Linked DNA regions of Mus musculus: region 2 is linked to region 1. The links are chromatin contacts, called in public Hi-C maps. All regions are on one chromosome and are shown on one strand. Each heading gives the region's core, a stretch centred on a gene start, on an enhancer-like site or on the middle of the called end of the contact. The rest is flanking DNA. Distances are from core to core; before and after follow the strand shown. Region 1 overlaps Gm4262 (predicted gene 4262). Region 2 has its middle 18 kb from the start of Gm21859.

The links. Hi-C and Micro-C count contacts between places; a contact is called where the count stands out from the background.
Region 2: a contact with region 1 is called in a Hi-C map of bone marrow-derived macrophages, with 41 read pairs. The contact joins two enhancer-like sites. A contact is called at or near these places in 1 of 39 promoter capture datasets (neural stem cells), 23 of 484 Hi-C or Micro-C datasets (CD4 single positive thymocytes, DN3 thymocytes, ECoMG-derived neutrophils and 18 more), 20 of 115 datasets of contacts at active chromatin or transcription factors (the 230-238 cell line, CD4 single positive thymocytes, the HPC-7 cell line and 13 more) and 2 of 9 other capture datasets (bone marrow-derived macrophages and liver).

What each region holds. Positions count from the first base shown.
Region 1 is chr16:11,011,375-11,014,748 of GRCm38.p6, reverse strand. Gm4262 (predicted gene 4262) reads right to left here. Exons shown (of 3, transcript NR_040518.1): 2 at 2,753-2,796; 3 at 1-1,343. Among named protein-coding and RNA genes, the nearest start is that of Gm4262, 4.2 kb to the right of the region's middle. Within about 2 kb of position 1,843, at least 148 of the 459 cell types and tissues checked have an H3K27ac peak or open chromatin away from gene starts, as enhancers often do. A contact at or near this core is called in bone marrow-derived macrophages and erythroblasts, where this site is marked.
Region 2 is chr16:10,895,537-10,898,977 of GRCm38.p6, reverse strand. No RefSeq gene overlaps it. Among named protein-coding and RNA genes, the nearest start is that of Gm21859, 18 kb to the left of the region's middle. Within about 2 kb of position 1,422, at least 40 of the 459 cell types and tissues checked have an H3K27ac peak or open chromatin away from gene starts, as enhancers often do. A contact at or near this core is called in bone marrow-derived macrophages and erythroblasts, where this site is marked.

The DNA.
Region 1 (3,374 bases), core at 594-3,093:
CCACAGGCCAGGCTAATGGAACCATTTGGTCAGCTGAGGTTCCCTTTACCAGATGACCCTGATTTGGGTCAAGCTGACAAAGCTAACCCTTACAGTGAGGAAGCCCAAAGTATTAGGAAGGCATGCCTAGAGAAGAGACAGAAAGAAGAGAGGTTACACTTCCCTGAGTAATTCAGAAAGCGTGGGCACTCACACAGGTGGATGTGGTCACATTGTAAGAAACTACCAGGAGGCCGGGGTTCTGGGGAGGCAAATCACCTTATCTCATTAAAGGGACATTAGTGCACCTATCTATTTTTTCAGACTTAATTACTTTATTTTTCTTGTATTAAAAACCCTTATGTGGTAGCCACAGCTGGAGCCTGGGTTCTCTGAAGGAAGACACTGGTGTGAGTTTTCATAAGATGTTTCAGTGAATTCCTGAAAAGAAGACTTGGTGAAGCTGGGCGGTAGTGGCACATCCCTTTAATCCCAGCATTTAGGAGGCAGAGGCAAGCAGATCTTTGTGAGCTTGAGGCCAGCCTGATCTACAAAGCAAGTATGCATGTATGTCTCTATCTATATCTAAATATATGTGCATGTCTATTTATATGTGAGCACGTATGCCTCTCTGTATATGGGTGTGTATATGTCTATATATGTGCATGTATATTTTTCTCTACATGTGTGCATGTGTATCGACATGTTTGCACATATCCCTATCATAAATGTGTACATGTATGCCTATCTATATGTGTGCACTTATGTCTCTACTTATACATGTGTGTTTGCTGGCTGGGAAAAGGGAAAAAAGAGGAAAGAGCTCTCAAGGAAAGGGGGTGGCAGGGTGATGGATTGTAGAGGGGACACTGTGTGGAAGAAGAAAGGGACTTGGTGGAGGGGTGGGCTCAGCGAGGGAGGGGAACAAATGAGAACAGGTGTGATGGCGCTCAGAAGTGAAGCACCTTTGCTCTGTATGTGTTGGGAGCCGCGCCCACATTCGCCGTTACAAGATGGCGCTGACAGCTGTGTTCTAAGTGGTAAACAAATAATCTGCGCATGTGCCAAGGGTATCTTATGACTACTTGTGCTCTGCCTTCCCCGTGACGTCAACTCGGCCGATGGGCTGCAGCCAATCAGGGAGTGACACGTCCGAGGCGAAGGAGAATGCTCCTTAAGAGGGACGGGGTTTCGTTTTTCTCTCTCTCTTGCTTCTTGCTCTCTTGCTTCTTGCTCTCTTGCTTCTTGCACTCCTGCTCCTGAAGATGTAAGCAATAAAGTTTTGCCGCAGAAGATTTTGGTCTGTGGTGTTCTTCCTGGCCGGTCGTGAGAACGCGTCTAATAACATGTATGCACCCTAAAACCTTAACCACAGGAAAAAATGATTACATACACACCAGCACCAGCAGCAGCAACAAACGGAACTGCACAACATGCCAAGAAATAGACTGCCCTGCATCCTGAGGACCTCCCTGAACCTGCTTGCTGCCACCTTAGATTCAGTGAGGGACAGAAGGTTTGGGCACTTGGATAAGGGTGTTATCAAGAAAAGTGTCCCCTTTCAGTCCTGCCATCTACAACCTGTACAACCTGACAGAGTGACCCTGCCTGCACTCACTGGTTTTGACACTGTTTTCTCTTTCAAATCTTCCTTCAATTGGGCAGCTAGAGGACATCCTCCCATGCCTTCTCTGTTCTGTGGAAAGCTGCAATGACCTGAGAGGGCAGTGACAGAGTTAACTTCTCTGGGATGACCATCCACAGAGGGCTTTTAGTTTTCTGTAACATCTGTAGGTGGGCGTTCCCTGCCTGCTACCCGGAACTAGGCACTCACCTGATGCTGGAGGGGCCGGGTTGCAAGTTTCCTGCCTGCCCACTCATCTACCACTTCCTATTCCAATCCTCAGATGTGCCCAGCCCCAGCCTAGGCATAATTTTAGAAACTTAATAGATGTTGGCTGCATTCTTGGCCCTGAGCCTGTGGGGGTGGGGCCTGACTGGAGACAGACATTTCTTTCTTTGGCCTTGTTGATTGAGATCCTCTGCTTTCCCCGGGGACCAGCTTCTGAAGGGCCATTGTATGACCACAGCTTCTTGCACACTCGCCTCTTTGTGGGTTCCTACCACACAGCCCCGCCAGCCTGGATTACCATGCAGGATTAGTGGCAGTCATTAGTGGTATTCCCTAAGATCCTCAAAGCCAACAGTAGCAGTGGAAATAGACTTGGAGGACCACTTGCCATCTTTCGTTCATTCATTCGTTCATTCATTCATTCGTTCATTCATTCATTTATTCATCTATTTATCTAATCAGATAGGTAGTTTTTAGAGACAAGATTTTGCTGGGTAGCCCTGGCTGATCTCACTCTAGCCCATCCCTCAAACTCACAGCCACCTTCTGAATCGGTCTTCTGAGTGCTAGGGTTACAGGTATGCCTCACAATGCCTGTTGTCTTAATACCAGAAATGGCAGGCCACATTCAGGTCTGGAGCATGAATCAGGGCCTGGCGCTCAGACACAGGAAAGGCTTTAGTGTCCTTTCTAGGACAAGGTGGTTAGGGTTCTGACTTCGGGGTTGCCTCCTTCCTGAAACCAGCCTTGGCGGAATTCAGGCAAAGAAAGGGGAAGCAGAGAGGACACACGCAGAAGCTGGACCCCCAGCTCCACAGACATCTCAGGCTGGCTCTGGCAGGACACTCCTCACCCCAACCCTATCTTCTAGACCAAAGAACCACTTCATGCCCATCTACAGACAGAGAAGTCAAGGCTCACCTGTGGTCAGCCAGTGCCCTGGGATCATCTTCCACCTCCTTATCCTATTAGCAAAGAGAAAACACTATAGCTTTATTGAGCTACAATTCACCCATTTAAAATGACAGCAAGCACTTGAGTATCCTCCCTGACATGGTCTGTTACCAATCTTTCTTTAATCTGTACTATTGCTTAGTTCCAAATAAAATTGTCTTGCTGTTTTGCAAAGATGAATAGATAGCCAATTGCTTTTCAGGGTGGCACAGCTAGCTCCCCAGTCCATCTCCAGGATGCTCTATCTCACAAAGGATACCGGGTCCTTTTAGTTGCTCCCTTCTGGTGCCTGGGGTTTCTGTGAGTGGCAGGACAGGGAGAGTTCTGGGTCGAGAAACCTGGAGGGGCCACCGTGTAGTGACATTGGCTGTGGCTTCAGCTGGAGGCTCCCTGCTCAGGGCCAGCAGTGCTGTGTCAGTCCCCTGTCTTCAGCTGGCCCAGGCTTTTGCTTCTGGAGGTTCCTAGGCGTCACTCAGAAACATCTTGGGTCACCATGACAGCATGTGGCAACTATCAGCTAAAGGCCAGGGACAAACACTCCCTAACCACTGGCTACCTGACAGTAAAAAGGGGCCTGACCCAGACTTGT
Region 2 (3,441 bases), core at 173-2,672, 120 kb after region 1:
TCCCAGGTTAATCTCAGGAATCGCCCTCAAGCATTTTCACCTTGTTCTATGAGGCTAAGTCTCTCAATCAAACCCAGAACTCACCAATACATCTGTTTGCATTGGAGATTCCACCTGTCCCTTCCAAGGCTAGACTAGAAATGAGTCACCATATCCACAGGGTATTTATGTGGGTTTGGGGATCTGCACTCTGGTCTTTACACTGGTGGCAAGTGTTTTAACCACTTCGCCATCTCCCTGGCCCCATGTCAGGCTTTGATTGGCAGCTCTTGGAGCACAGGGCTGCTGAGTGCCCTCCAGTGTCACACTCTCTGTGACTTTAGGACAACCTCCGAGTGGAGGACATAGCTGTCCCCTGATCTTGCCAGCTGCTTTAATGTCTGTGGTCTGTCTTTTCTCCACACCCAAGCATCCCTGGCACCTCCTGGTCCTGCAGAGCCTCCTCTTACAGGGGACCTCACAGTGGACAAACTGTGCTAGCATCACTCTCTGGAGACCAAGGCTGTCCTGAATGGCCAAGAGGAGAGGTTATACACTATGGTGCTGGGCTGCCAGGCTGGACACCTCTATGTGAGTGGGCTGTTGGGAAGATGTCTGGGAACAGAGCACCCACTCACCTCGTCTGCACAGGCCTGACACACACACAGACACAGGCACACAGACACACACAGACACTCACACACAGACACAGGCACACAGACAGACACACACACACATATACACAGACACACACACACACATATACACAGACACACACACACACATATACACAGACACACACACACACACACAGAGGTCAATGACCATAGGGTTCTTTCCCAGAGCCTGGAGGGATGCCTGGTGGCTTGGAATCCTCGAAATGTGAGTAACCTTCCCACCCCAATTGTCCGTGTTCAGTTTTATCACCTCTGATCCAGACTAGCATGATGTTTTTCTGCCTGGAATCTTTGCCTCCCTCTGTGTCTCATGCTACAGTCTGCTTGGCAGCCATAGGGAACGTTACAAGATGCTAGCATGGTTTGTTATAGCCCTGCCCCAAGAACTCACAGCTTGCCTTGGGATGGCAAGCCCAGTTCTGCTGCCACAGCTGCTTCATCCAGGTCCTCTACTGCCTTCCTGAATCTTTCCTGCCTCAGGTCCTTGGCACATCCTGCAGTTGGAGCTGCCACTGCTCCTTCAGCTTCAGTTTCCTTCTGCCATCTATAGAGAGTAAATTCACACCTCTTGTCTCCTTAAATGATTTCGCCACTCCCCACACCCACACACTCCCCACCTTATCCCCCCACCTCTCTATTCCCAGTTCAGCTCTGAGCCTCTATGTGACATGGTCTACTTACGTTTGCATGATTGCCTCTCCAGTCTGCTCTGCCGGTTGTAGTGCTCCCAGGGGCTTCCCTAGGAACCATGACTTCTCCAATTTCAAGGGGTGTGGTATATAATAATTGCTTAAGGCGTCATTGTAAGTCAGTCAGCTTGATGCTATTTATAGTTCGCTAGCCTGCAGAAATAGCAGTGTCTCTTTCAGGCCTGTGGGTTCGTGGTCTCTGTCACAGTGACTTCATGTCCTTACTCAGTGTGCAAGTACAGAAGTAATTGCTTAGTGAGTATGTGCAACTATATCCAAATAAAACTTTATGGGACTGGAGGGATGGCTCAGCAATTAAGAACACTTGGTGTTCATTCAGAGGACCCTAGTTCAATTCCCAGCACCCATAACCACCCTTAACTCCAGCTTGAGGCATCTGATGGCCTCTTCCAGCCTCTACAGGCACCTGTATTCATACCTAGAGACACAGGACTAAATATACAAATAGCAGATGGCGGGGTCAGGAGGACCTCTGAGAGTATGTAGCTCACCTGGTCAAATTCCAGACCAGCCAGGACAATACAGGCTGCACTGGCCTGTGGCCTTTGATTTGCAGTCTTGGCACATACACCCTAGCCTCACATGGCCCATGTCCCTGGGCCTCAGCTCCCTTTCTTGTGGAGTGGGCAGTGTGTCTGTTTTTCCATAGTGGCCATAGCTCAGAGAGTAACTGGTCCTAAGCACGTGACATGTTTACCAGGCCCTCATTAGACTCCTGACCCGCTCAGGAGAGATCACCACAACCTCCAACAAGCATTTATTGAACACCGACTGTGTGCACACAGAATAAAATAGTGCTTCTCTTCTCTAGGAAGGAAGATGAAGCCAAGCATGCAGTGGGATGAGCATCCCATCCCAGGACTTCACTTCCCCATAATCTCGGGGGCTGGCAGTGGCTCCTCCAGATGCTGGCCAGTAATGTCCAAGGGGAAATGTAAGACCCCTGAAGCTGGACCTCCGTTCAAGTCCTGGGATGAGCTGGCCAGCACTCCAATGACTCGAGAGAAAACCACACCTGATGCAAACTGCAAGAGTCTTTATTATCAGCTAGCTGAGGAGGAACTCCTTCTGTCATGCAGGGCAGGGGAGTTTGACCCCCAGCAGTAACAGTAGGGGGCTTTTAAAGGAAAAGTGAGGAATTGGGAGGAGTTGGGAAGAGAGTTGGCTGCAGCTCCTCTCTGGCGAGGGATGGGGAGTGAGCTGCAGCTCCTCTCCAGGTCTATCTCCGTGTCCTTGGCTCAGGGAGCCAGGCAAGCGCCTGGATAGGTCTTTTTACAATTATCGCATCTCTGGTTGTAAGTATAGAAACAAAAAGGCTTTTTGCTGTCTATAGAGAACAAAGAGCTTCTTTCTGGCTGTATCCCCAGAGATCGGGAAAAACAGACTTGGGGGAACATCCAGGGGCTTTACCTCCCACGGAGAAACGCTCTGAGTTGGGGTCTCACAGAAACAGAACAGAATACCAAGCCAGACACTGCAGGTGTGGCTCCCAGTGGCCTTTATGGCTTCCTTAGCCAGAGATTTCTGAGTGATGCTCCAGGCCAAATACAGCCACATGTGTGCTTTTATGGCCTGCTTATTCTGAGAACTGGAAGATTTTAGACAAATCCTGGGTTTCTGTTGTTTATAAGAAAAGAAAAATCAGAAGGCCTGGCCCCCACATAGACTCAAACTCTAGCTGAGAACATCTGGCCAGGAACAAGGCTGGAGACGCCTCCATTTACAGTCATTCTGATCTCTTCTCTGCCCAGAGCTGCGCCTTGGTGGGGAGGCGACTCTATGGCAGAAACATTGCCTAGGCTCTGGGCTCTGGCCAACACTGCAACCAAGAACAGAAGGTTTCGTCACACACATTTTCCTCCCTAGCTGATTCCTTTCCTTCCATCAATTCCAAGAAACCATGTTTGCTTTTATCTTAAAGTCAACTGTCAGAGTTCTCCATCAGTACAGACATGAAGACAAGAAATCAACCAGCTATGGTGCCTGGTGTCTTCCAGCAGCTGCCTTGTGGGTGTTGAGTGAATAATTGATCATTGTGTTTCCTCTTGCTGGGTTACATATTGCCCCCAATATAG